3 separate regions of the Mus musculus genome follow, and all the other regions are linked to region 2. A link is a contact called in public HiChIP or PLAC-seq data. All regions are on one chromosome and are shown on one strand. The core of a region is the stretch at or near the end of the contact, and the rest is flanking DNA. Distances in the headings are between cores, read along the strand shown. Region 1 overlaps Themis (thymocyte selection associated). Region 2 overlaps Ptprk (protein tyrosine phosphatase, receptor type, K). Region 3 overlaps Themis (thymocyte selection associated).

The links. HiChIP or PLAC-seq counts read pairs in DNA pulled down with a chosen protein or histone mark.
Region 1: a contact with region 2 is called in a BATF HiChIP or PLAC-seq map of CD8 T cells, with 37 read pairs. The contact joins two enhancer-like sites. A contact is called at or near these places in 3 of 115 datasets of contacts at active chromatin or transcription factors (CD8 T cells, the SCID.adh cell line and effector CD8 T cells) and 1 of 9 other capture datasets (adipose tissue).
Region 3: a contact with region 2 is called in an H3K4me3 HiChIP or PLAC-seq map of the SCID.adh cell line, with 11 times the contacts expected there. The contact joins two enhancer-like sites. A contact is called at or near these places in 5 of 484 Hi-C or Micro-C datasets (CD4 T cells, cerebral cortex, double positive thymocytes and 1 more), 3 of 115 datasets of contacts at active chromatin or transcription factors (CD8 T cells, the SCID.adh cell line and effector CD8 T cells) and 1 of 9 other capture datasets (adipose tissue).

What each region holds. Positions count from the first base shown.
Region 1 is chr10:28,693,246-28,697,379 of GRCm38.p6, reverse strand. All of the region lies in intron 1 of Themis (thymocyte selection associated), which reads right to left. Among named protein-coding and RNA genes, the nearest start is that of Themis, 27 kb to the right of the region's middle. Within about 2 kb of position 1,534, at least 32 of the 459 cell types and tissues checked have an H3K27ac peak or open chromatin away from gene starts, as enhancers often do. A contact at or near this core is called in CD8 T cells and the SCID.adh cell line, where this site is marked.
Region 2 is chr10:28,564,419-28,568,729 of GRCm38.p6, reverse strand. It overlaps Ptprk (protein tyrosine phosphatase, receptor type, K), which reads right to left. Exons shown (of 32, transcript NM_008983.2): 17 at 2,051-2,235; 18 at 316-403. Among named protein-coding and RNA genes, the nearest start is that of Themis, 100 kb to the left of the region's middle. Within about 2 kb of position 1,314, at least 39 of the 459 cell types and tissues checked have an H3K27ac peak or open chromatin away from gene starts, as enhancers often do. A contact at or near this core is called in CD8 T cells, the SCID.adh cell line and double positive thymocytes, where this site is marked.
Region 3 is chr10:28,728,174-28,731,875 of GRCm38.p6, reverse strand. All of the region lies in intron 2 of Themis (thymocyte selection associated), which reads right to left. Among named protein-coding and RNA genes, the nearest start is that of Themis, 62 kb to the right of the region's middle. Within about 2 kb of position 2,210, at least 4 of the 459 cell types and tissues checked have an H3K27ac peak or open chromatin away from gene starts, as enhancers often do. A contact at or near this core is called in the SCID.adh cell line and double positive thymocytes, where this site is marked.

The sequences.
Region 1 (4,134 bases), core at 285-2,784, 130 kb before region 2:
TTTCTAATTGAGTTGCTGTCCAAAGGAATGTTATGGGAATCTCCAAACAACTTGTGCTGTTACCAAGGTTGCTCTCCACAAACTGTCAGCTGAAGACAGTACCTACACAACTCATTGAGAACACAGACAAGTTGAGCTGGTGCCATCCTAGAGCCTTCACCCCCTAAGAACTAGTAGATTCTTAGTAGAGGACTTTTTTTTCCTTTGCACTCTACCAAAGGAAAATGATAAACTCAACTCTGCTGCAAACCTTTCAGTTAATAATAGTGTCCTACCTGCAAGGTATGCTAGTGCAATGGTGGCACAAAGACAGAGGGATAATGGTGTTTACAGAACCCATGAGTTATCAAATAAAAATCCCAAGGCAAGAGGCGACTTGTTGGTCAAGGATCTGAAGGTCCTAGAGGTCTCCCAAACAGTCTGAGATACTACCATTGTTCTTGACTGCCCACAAGAACTAGATGGTGAGACGCTGTCACTAATGGCACACACAGTTCCAGGACATAGAGAACTCAGGCTGGACCTGAACTTCATACTTCCACCTTACTGGCTGGCTTTCACAGGGCCCAAAGGTGCTAGGAAAGTTCCTGGGTGAGAAAAGTTGTCGTCAATCTGATCTAGATATGAATCTTATGAGTTAAGTAACCACCTGCCAGGCATGAAACACTCATGGGTATAATGGTGCTGTGACCATTATGGGGTAACCAATCACTTTTTGATTGATTGGCTCTGATGCCCTCTTCACTGGAAAGAATTCATGACTCATCCTGTCAACCTAGTCAAAAGCCCATGACTAGGCAGTTAATAGGTCCTAGATGGAACCTAGGACTGCTGATTTGCTAAAGGCACATGATGCCATATTTCTTTTTCAATATTTGTGCTTTTACACATACATTATTGCTGCTCTCTGCTTTGGTCAGAGAAGCCTCTCTTAGCATTTGTCAGGTGTTAGTGCATAAACTTACGTGACTATTGAATTCCAGACATATAAATCTTACATTTGCTACAAAAATCTTATAAAAATGTTTCTGCCTCTGAAAAGATAGACATTCATTACATTTTACTTTCCTCAGATATTCCAGAGCTGAAGCCAAAAAAGCTAACAACCTAGAAATGCCAAATGGGTACAACTAAAATATGTTCAAACTTCACATGCTTATATAATCTAGAAATGCCAAATGGGTACAGTTGAAATATGTTCAAGTTTCATTTGCTTATACAATCTTAGTCCTCAATATACTGAGTTAGAAAACCTTGAGTATAAGTACACCCTTAGTTAAGTATTAATAAAATGATGGGGGTCTGATCTTGGCAACATAACAATAGCTGTCTCTAAACAAAACAAAATCCTTATGAAAAGTCTCTTGGCTCTAGCTGAAAGATTAGGAAGCAATAAGTATACAATGGCCATACTACTTACTGCAGCCAAATGTCATAGAAAACTGGCTGTGTTTCATACATCAACAAAGAGGAGTAGATACGCTGGGTACCTTCTAATTCAAGACCTGCACACTGTCTCACTCCTGAGGTTTGCTCAGATTGTATCAGAAAGAGTAAAGTTCAGCACTGGGACTTCCATCTTACTAAGGCACTACTAATTTCCACAACCCTGTGTGAAAACCACAATGAGATCTTGGACTCTCATTCCCACCATAAAGCATTCAACTATTCCTCCTCCCTCCACTGGGGTGATGTCTGGTGAAAAAGCAGGAATTTTGTCAGCAAAGCATCTATGTACCAAACAGTGCAAGTACAGGCTTTCATAGACCAAAAATACTGTACTCTAAAGATCCTAGGGTAGTGTTTGTGAAGTACCAGGGGTCCCATCTGTTATCTCTCCCTAAGGTGTCCCAGGAAGCTTGCTCCAACTATAATAGTACCAAAAAATTCAAAAAAGAAGTCTTGGAAAAGATATGCCAAACAAACATTTCTCAAAGAAAGTAGAAATTTATATATGTTAAAGTAAACTTTGCAGCAGAAATATCTAATACAGACAAAGGAATAAAAAGAACAGGATGGTAAGTGAGTCGTTTTACTAAGGAGATATTATGGTGCTCGGAATGTACTTACCAAACCACAGAGGCCAAAAACTCCCCGTGATAACTGAGAGGAGAAAACAGAAGTCACGGCTGCACCTGGAAACTACATCAACCCCTCTCAACAACCGATCAAAGTGCTAGACAGGTTATCAGTTGAATCACAGAGTTACTCAGCAATGCTGTCAACTACAGAATCCAATGTCCACAGAAATAACCCTTTGCCTAATGACAGAAAAATGCAGTGTTCAACTGCTCACAAAACCACAGTGGAATAAACTGTGTCTTACGAAAAAGGCATGGGTGTGGGGATAGTGAAGAGATGGCTCATCAGTTGAGAGCATTGGTTGCTCTTCCAGAGGATCAGGGTCTGTGACTCCAGTTCAAGGGATCTGATGCTCTTTTCTGGACTCCACAGGCACAGGACATGCAAGTGGTGATCAGGCATACAGATAGACAGAGTGCCCATAAAATACAATAAAATAAACTTACAATTTAAAAAGATTCATCAAAAGCTTAAAAGAATTGTGTCAGAATAGTCTATGATGACAAATTAAACCAAATTACAAAAAGGTAATAGGAAATTCCCTTTACACTTAAAAACCAGACAACATACAGCCAAGTGATGTACTGAAATCAATGCCAATGGAAATACCGTATGTCAAACCTTGTGCGACACAACTGAGTTAAAAGCGAAGGCTTTAGCACTGGTGACTTATTTTAGAAGTTCAAGGCCTCAGAGCAGTAAGCCCCTAGCTTGAGGACATTTGAAAATAAACAATAGAAAAAAGAATCACTGAAGTAAATAAAAGATAGAAAACTGCAACAAAAAAGGTGAAGAAGAGCTCATCACAGAAGGGGAGGATGAAATGAGACCGTGTTATCGTAACTATAAATGAACAAAGTTTATATACAACTGACTTACACAATTCTACCATTTAGGTAAGGTGAATCAACTCTTCCAACAACTTTACGTACCTACCCTGCTCAATATGTGATAGGTGATTTGCTCAGTCCTATTCCTATTAAAAATTCCTCCTGTTAGCATTCCTCCTAGGTCCTGACCAACAGTTATTCTTGCAACATTCAGATAGGCCAGGCTTACTATAAAGAGGACTGTTTGGCCTCTCTTCGCTCTCTCTGACACCTTTCTCCCTCTCCCTCCTCCTTCTGCTCCTCCTCCCTCTCCCCATTCTGCTCCTTCTCTATTTCGCTGCCTCTACTCCCTTCTCAACTCTGCTTCCCATGCCACAAAATAAAGTCTATTCTATTCTATACCAGTCGTATGCCTGGTCCCTCAGTGGGGAAGGATGTCTTAGCATGGGTCCATTGAGGTACCTCCTTTCACCCTACCATACTACACTCTACAAAACATATTCTTGGTTTTACAAAACACATCACCCCCAATGGAAGTAAAATGGAGAATGATAGAAGATACCCTGACACAGATATCTAGCCTTCACCTATGAATGCACTGGAATATGTGACTCCCAAAATACATATGCCACCCTCCCACCTAGGATTGTCTGATATCCACTGACAGTTGCAAATGATGTTCTAACTAAAATGCTTAAGGTTGGAAAGAACCCATCAGAAGTAGATTTGTAAGGTTGGTTATGATGCATTATTTTCCTGAGAAATCTTTTAGAAGAGCCATCTCTTTTCAGAGTGGCAAGAGACATCAGGAGCAAATGAGATGCTTTGCAGGGTGATACGGGCATATGTAAAAGAACCTACTGACAAAAAGCAGAAAACCAAATACAAAGAAATGTGTAGGCTGGCACTTTAGGATACTAACAAAACAGAAGGTTCTAAGATTCATTGGGAAGGAAGGATTGGGAAAGAGGCAACAAACACATCTGCAATGTATGCCTCAAAGAAAAATGGCTATCTTTCAGCAGATCATCCTATCTAGCTCTGCAGGCAGGATGCATTAGAAACAGAAGAGGGATTATTTTTTAATATAAAGTCTTGGGCTGTTTTCCAATATTCACACAGTCTAAAAGTATAATATGTAAGTGTACATCCCATAAGTTTATTAATTTATTCATCAACCTTTTCAGACATGGAGTAGAACACCACTTGGCCATACTCAGCT
Region 2 (4,311 bases), core at 65-2,564:
AGCAACCTTGAATATGACCCACAGGATGTTCTACTAATTCATAACTGAAAAAAAAAACTTTGGCATTACCCCAATATTCTTCAACATTTGTTAGTAACCTTCCATATATTTAAACAAAAATTTAAATCAGCAAGTTTTTCAAAGGCAAGAATCAGAATGAATTTATTGAGGGCAGTAACATTGTTTTTAATATTCAGTAGATCACTTTTCAGACAGCTATGTTACTCCTAGGATTACCTAAAGTCAAAACCATGGAAGTGGTAACTCACTGTTCAGGTTTGTAGATGTAATATTTACAAGGGTCAAGATGCTTACATGCGATAATGTTTCCGTATCGGTTCTTTGCTCTGTTTTGATCCTTTTTAGCCACATCCCAAGAGGCTGACTGGCCTTCAAAGAAGCTCTGGGAAGAAGAAAAAAAGCAAAGAGTTGATAAGCAAACCTAGCTTAATTGTGTTTCACAACAGTTTTTATCTGCTCTTAAAATTCACACAGTGGAAGCCACAATTGTGGGGGTGGGGGCACGACTGTCTACGGCCATGAGCACATTTGTTTCTCAGCCCTTAGATTGTTCATCTTGAGTTGGTCTGATCTTAGCTGAGAGCCCAGCAGGAACTTCAGAGAAAAACAGAACCTTGAAAATACTCCAGTGAGGTACAAGTAGGAAAAATATCACTCTGTTTTCAAACTGTCTACATAATAATACATTAAAAGTTAGAAAAACTACTTTTAATGTCTATCTTCCAAATGTGTTCTATCAGCTTTTATATCAGGAAAAAACATCACTTTGTTCCCATAATTCTTTAGTCATGTGCAATCTGTCATTTTTTTTTCTCTTTGAAGGCCATGAAGATGGGGTCTTTTCTGAAGGAAATGGGCTTATAAAGATTCTTGTTCTCCAAGAATCTATTGACAGATGGGCACACTGGTTGGTTTAATCATGCAGCAATTTAAAATGCAGCAAAAGATCTCTCTCATTTTTTTTGTAGTTAAACTTAAAACTTTGCTCAACACAGGAAGTAGGGTCTTCAAAGAGCCAACATTCTTTGAAGCAGAGTACACAGGAATATACATGAAATGAGCAAGCAGAAACCGCTCTGGCAGGATATTCTAACTCCCCGCCCTTATTTTGGGCACTTCTCAAATATCTAAAGCGGGCATTCAAAATTTTAAGATAATTTCTCTCACCCCAAATAAGGTATACAAGTGGCCCACACATGGCATATGAACCTTAAAGTTCTTTCCATGGAGTTGAATGTGTTTGGCTGCTCTTTGGAATAAGACACACTGGGTGCCCTCTACTCTAAGTGCGTCCCCATACACACTGTGCTGAGTGTATGAGGATAAACCGGCTTCAGTGTTGCACACTGAGAGGTCAAAGCAAGAAATAGGTGGAAGGAACATTGTCTTTTTGCTGTTTCTTGGAATGTGATTTAAGTCATTTTCTTTGTAAGATAAACCTTGGTATTTCGGTCTGAGTAGGAAAGAGAAATATACCATGAAAGGAAATTTACCACATTTAATTTTTCCCCCCTTTGGATGCTGTATACTTAATTTGTGGTGTTCAGCTTTTCTTCCTTGCCACCCGCAGCTGACAGTTCACAAAATTGAGGCGAGAGTGGCAAGCAGCACATATGACTTATTATCACCATTAGAGGGTTTGCAAGCAAGGACACAGAGAAACACCTGAAATGTAAGTCAATTGGTGATAGCATCCCTAACACACTACAGAGGAGCTCTGGGGATCCTTTTCTTGACTTTTGAATAGGAAACTGTGGGAAAATCTAGTACAGTGTTTTTGATAACACTGAAATATTTTAGAATCCATTCCCAAGACTCTTACAATGAATGTAACCCTGAATACACTTCCAGGAAGGGCTCTTCTCCTTCATTTTCCTGCTTCCCAATACATACATATGAAGGCCTTCTCAATGTTGGACTAGAGAGATTGCAGAGTATCCCACTCTTGTATTGTTGAAGGGAAGAAAATGTTACATTACATTGAGTATCATGTTAAAAGTAAAATTCAATACAGTATTGAAGCTTTCACCTCGTATTCCTCTTTGAACCCATAGCTGTCTGATGTCTTCATGAGGTTAATGTGCTGCAGTAAGTCGGCCACCCTGATGGCTGGGTGCAGCTGTCCTGTCTGATAAGGGGACTCTGTCCCTTCACAGAGGTATCGAGGAACATCCAGGAGACGACTAGACTCTGCTGTGGCACTGTGGTTCTCATCTGGCAGATTTCATATTCCAGAACATTAAAAAAGAGATAAAGTTATCTTGTTTAATATATAAGCATGCAAAGAAGATGTGAAGACTTTATTTAAATCTTGAAGTAGTAGAAGGATGGAAAAGAAAAGCCAGCCAAGAGGGTTGGTGTGGGGGCTGGGACAGCAATCATCTTAAAGACAAAACCTTTCACTTTGGCTCAGGGGTTAAAGGTCAGAACATATGTCTATCAGCAAGATAGCAGATGCTGGGAGAGACAGGAAGACACTGGATTCATTTAGCTGAGTTGCCTTGGTTTTTAGCATTTGGAGTCACAACAGCATAGACAGGAGCCAGAGGACCAAGCTGACAACTGGAAAAAAAAACCCGTTTTCACCATTGACCCAGTTGGATAAACTCCTTCACACTCATAATCCAACCTCCCTCAGAGACCCTGCTCAGACAACATCCCCATTACCGCAGAGATGCGCAGCTCACCACCTTTCCCCTCCTTTCTCAGCACAGCACACCCTGGATCAGAAATACTAATAGAGAATCTCACCCCCACCCCTCTGCCCTCCAGGAGGCTTCACATGCGTTTCCCCTTGGATTCTTGTTACTGTAATATTGTTTTAATTGCCAGTGCATTTTGACTTCTCTATCTGCAAAGTCAGAGAAATCAGGGGTACTGGAGATAAATGAGGATACCTTCCTTGAATCCTGAGCCCCTCCCCCACACTGATTTACAAGGCTGTCTTAATGTTTCTAAGTCAAACACAATCCCTGCATGCCACTTTTCTCGCCCTCAGTTTTAACTAACTAACTAACTATCTATCTATCTATCTATCTATCTATCTATCTATCTATCTATCTATCTATCTATCTTCTTTGGCTATAGACTCATTACCAGAAATTCAGTAAATATTTCAGTGAGTGAGCGATTTAGTTAAAATTCTACAGAATCCTTCACCACCAGCATTTGAGTATAGACCCCATCCCCATGGTTTTAGTTCAAACTGGAAAGACACTTTTAACTCTCTTTCTGTCATAAAAATGAAGAAAGAACCAAGAACGTCTTGCCTATGAAGAATAAACAGCATTTTAATGTTCAAAGAACTAAGCATTACAATGAGAAACATGCTTATATTTAATCACATTTAAACTTACCATTAAAAAAAAAACAACAAACATTGGAGGAATGTTTCTGTGAAAAGCATAATACTGTCACACTCATTAACAGAAAAGAAAGTACACTTTTAGGGGAACTTGCGTTTGAAATGGTAATGCTTACTGCAGAGAATGATATTTAATTAACAGTGAACCATAGTTCAAGTGCTGGTACATCTGCCTGCTCTATCGCCAACTCTACAAATAGGATATGGCAAAAAATGAACTGTTGTCCCCATGACAAACACTTTTTCTTCCTGGAGAGGAAAAAAAAAAAAAAGACCCTACAATCAGATTTCTACATCTCTGTAATTTAGCTTGATTGCATTTATCTTTACCCTCTCTTATTAAACAAATTTTCTTTTTGTATTCATGTCTAAAAATAACACACACTAAAGGGAAAAAAAAGAAACAACAACAACAAAAAAACCAAACCAACCAAAAATCACCAACAAAGAAAGCCAAATAAGAACATCAAAACGTAACAAACAAACAAACAAAAAAGAAAGAAAAAAGAAAAAGAAAGAAATAAGAAAGAAATAAAGTCCTTGGTGGGGTCTGTTAAGGACCCAACCACTCAAGAGAATGACTGCCTCTTCTTCCGGTTTAAACCACCCTTCTCCACACATTTGCTAGTACAATGATTCATTAGAGTTCCCTCTGCTTCCAATGAAACTGCTGTCAACTGACCTATCATCACTAGAATATTACAATCAATAGGCTGGCAAATGACCTTAAACATCTCCCTGTAAGGTTAAATTCAGAAACAACTGGTTTAGGCTCTACCACAGGATATACAACTGATGAGGAGAGATCAATGGAATACAGGGTGTCAGGAGCGAGAATGCAAGCACCTAGGCTGAGGGGTAAGGCAGCCAAGGCAGGCCTAGATAGAGCTCATCTTGAATCTGCTGAAACAGCAGAACCTTTACAA
Region 3 (3,702 bases), core at 961-3,460, 160 kb before region 2:
AATCTGGTACTTTTTAAAAATAAACAGACTGTTACTATTTTTACTATTCAGTCCAATAATCAGAGTGGGGAGAATTCATCTTTCTTTTTTTTTTTTTTTTTTTTTTTGGTATGTTTGGTTGGTTGATTTCGGTGTTTTGCATACTAAATCTCACTAAAGCGACTTCTACTTAGGTTTTTTTTTTTATAAACCCAAAACTTCTCTATGTAAATGTAAAAATCTATTAAAATGCAAAGGAACTAAAGTGGAATGCTAAAAAATATTCATTATGGAAAATGTAGAGAGCAATGAAAAATAAAAAACATGAAAAACAAGTGGCAAAACAATAGCACTAAATTCTTTACTATCAGTTATGATATTAACTAAAAGCAGATAATGATTAAACCACACTTAATATGATAGAAGAAAAATATCAAAGCATATACTATGTGTATCAAAAGAGACTTTAAATTTAAAGACATAAGTAGGTAGAGAGTAAAAATGTAGATGATAGCCTGTACAATTAGTTGTTAAAAATAAGAAAGCAAAAAAAATGAAGAAACTATTTTAAATCAGAAACAATATAGCAAGGCATGTTGGTGCACACTTGTAATCTCAGCTCTCAGTAGGCTATAGCAAGAATATTGTGAAAACAGTTCCAAGCTTGGCTACAAATCAAGACAATGTTTAAAAATAAATTGGAACCAAATTTACATTTTAAAATGTTATTACTATAAAAGGTATCTTGAAGTTAAAAGAAACTCTCCACTCAAAACCACTAGCAATTATAAATATAGATACACATGTCCCCCGACTCTCAAAGTACATTAAACAAAAAAATACACAATTTTAGGAATCCAAATAATACAGGAAGAATGAGGAGGAGGTGAAGGAAGAGAAGGAGAAAAGGAGGGGGAGGAGGAGGAGGAGGAAGAGAAGAAAAAGAAGAAGAAGAAGAAGAAGAAGAAGAAGAAGAAGAAGAAGAAGAAGAAGAAGAAGAAGAAGAAGAAGAAGAAGAAATTTCTTTTTAAAAAGATATATATTCTTTGACGTCATATATTCTTTGATGAGCATATTCTACCCCCGACCCTATCCCACTTACCTCCCTTTTCATACCCATAACCTTTCCTGTTTATTCTTTCTTTCCCTAGATAACTCTTATTTATTTTTATTTAACATACACATACATGATTTTAATAATGGATATGCTGTTGTGAAAGATCAAGTAGAAAAGATCACCTAGGTGGTGTAAATAATTCTATAAATGAACAAGTATCTTTAATGGACTTCTATAATGGTAGAATATATATTCTTCTATACAGAGTATAAAAACAAGTATTAGTATATTTTTAAATTTGAATTTCAGAAAGTATGTCCTCTGATAATTGAATTGAATTAGAAATCAACCATAAGAGGAAATTTGAAGAGTTAAGCAAATAAAACAAGATGTTTAAAATACTTTGGGGGTATCTTCCTGTTGTTTAGTGTCTTTAAAAAGATATATATATATATAATAGAGTTCTGGCTGCACGTATGCCTGCAGGCCAGAAGAGGGCACCAGATATCATTATAGATGATTGTGAGACACCATGTGGTTGCTGGGGAACACAGGACTTTGGGAAGAGCAGATAGTGTTCTTAACCCCTGAGCCATCTCTACACTGTTTAGCGTCTTTTTCATGAATTTATTGAGTGTTTAAAGTTTTTCATTATAGATATCTTTTATTCCCCTAGTTTGGTTCTGTCACAAAAAAAAAAAAAAAAAGGAATTTTGAAGCTTTAAGAAATGTGACAGAATTTATAAGTTTCTAAACAGCAACGAGAACAACTTGGTGAACAGACAACTTTAGAAGAAAATCTTTGATAGTCACACAGAAGATTAGAATCTAGACTACATGAAGAACTCAAAATATCTGAACAACTTACTCAATAAATGGACCAATGTAACTAACAGTTTTCAGAAAATGTGTTCAAAATCCTTGGGCATCCAAAAATTACAAAGTCATACAGCATTAAGATTCAATCTTATTCCCACCAGAATGATTATCATTAAGAAGATAAATCACAGCAAATTCTGGCATGGAAATATCAATTATTACAGCCCCATAGAAATAAATATGAAAGTTCCTCAATAAGCTAAGAGGAGAACGAGCATATGACCCAAATACATCAACTCGAGCTACAAGCCCAGAGCCTATAAATGAACATCCTGTAGAGATGTTGTCATCTGTATGTTTGTTGCTGCACTGTCCACAGAAGTCAAGTTATGGAATCATCCCAAGTAGTCATCCACAGAAGAACTGATAAAGAACTTGTGCTGTGCGTGCACAGTGGTGCTCTATTTAACCATAAAGGATTGCATTATAACACTTGCCGAAAAAAATAGGCACAGCTAAAGATGATGGTGATATCACTTGTTTCCATTTCTCATTTACTTGTGGATCCTAGGTTTTCACACATATATGTAAAATGACATAGGGTGTACATATATGTGCAATCATATTTTAATGAAGGAGCAAGAGTCGACATGAAATGGGAATGAATGGGAAAACGGGAGAGATTAGAAAAGAAAGGAGAGTGAATGTATCCAAAGTACATGACAGAGTCACGGGAATGAAGCCTATCACTATGCATAATAAATATATACCAATAAAAACATGTGTTAAAAGTGCCACGGGGCTTTAAAATTTTAAAATATAATTGGAATTTAAATGAAAGGTTTTAACGTGGAAAAGGCATATGTTACTGTTGAGATCTGTGATAAAGGACTTGATTCTGGTCTTTTCCCCTAGTGATAATGAAGAGGAAACATTTATGTAGGATCCTGGAGTCTTTTCGGAAGAGAGCATTCTCTCATCGTCCTTCATCACCTCTGCTTTAATTCTGACCCTTACAAGAAGGCTCACCTGTAAACACCTTTAAACTCTTACCCAATTAATGACAAAGACATCACGCTAACCCCAGCCCAAAGGAAGTTCCAGATAGTGATGACCTTAGACTTCAGCCACTACCCAGGTGTTTTCACTAATCCAATAAGAAACGATTCCTCTATCTGAAAATTCTGAACATTTAAACTTAGTGAGTGTTTATTCTGTACTGAGAATTACAGTGATAAATGATTTTGCTTTTGCTCTTAGCCGCCTTGTTATCTATTAGATCACGCTACTCCAACAAACACAAAACTAACTCCAAATACATGTAAAAAGCAATAAGTGAAATAATAAAGGCATAAAAGTACTTAACCTGGGGTGAGAGCACATGCCTCTACTCACAACGTTTTGGAAGAAGAGGCGGGCACTCTTTTGTGTGTTTGAGGACTGTTCTACAAAGGAAGTTCCAAGCCAGATTGGGCTACATAGTGAAACCCTGCGCATACACACACACACACACACACACACACACACACACACATTCATAAATATATATACATGTGTATATATGTACATGTGTGTATATGTATGTGTATTATATATACACACGTTCACATATGCATTCACATGCACATATACATATGAGGAGAGCAATTACATCTAACTTTGCTACTTAGGAATGTTGTCTATAAAGCCATGGTTCCCAGCCTCAGGTTCATGTTAGTCCTAGCTTGGGAGCTTTGAAGAATCTTCATGACCAGACTTTGCCCAAATAAATCATGATACCTCCTGCATCACGACTTTCTAATCTCCCTAGATGAGGTCACTGTGCAGCCAAGCTTGAAAACCAGCCA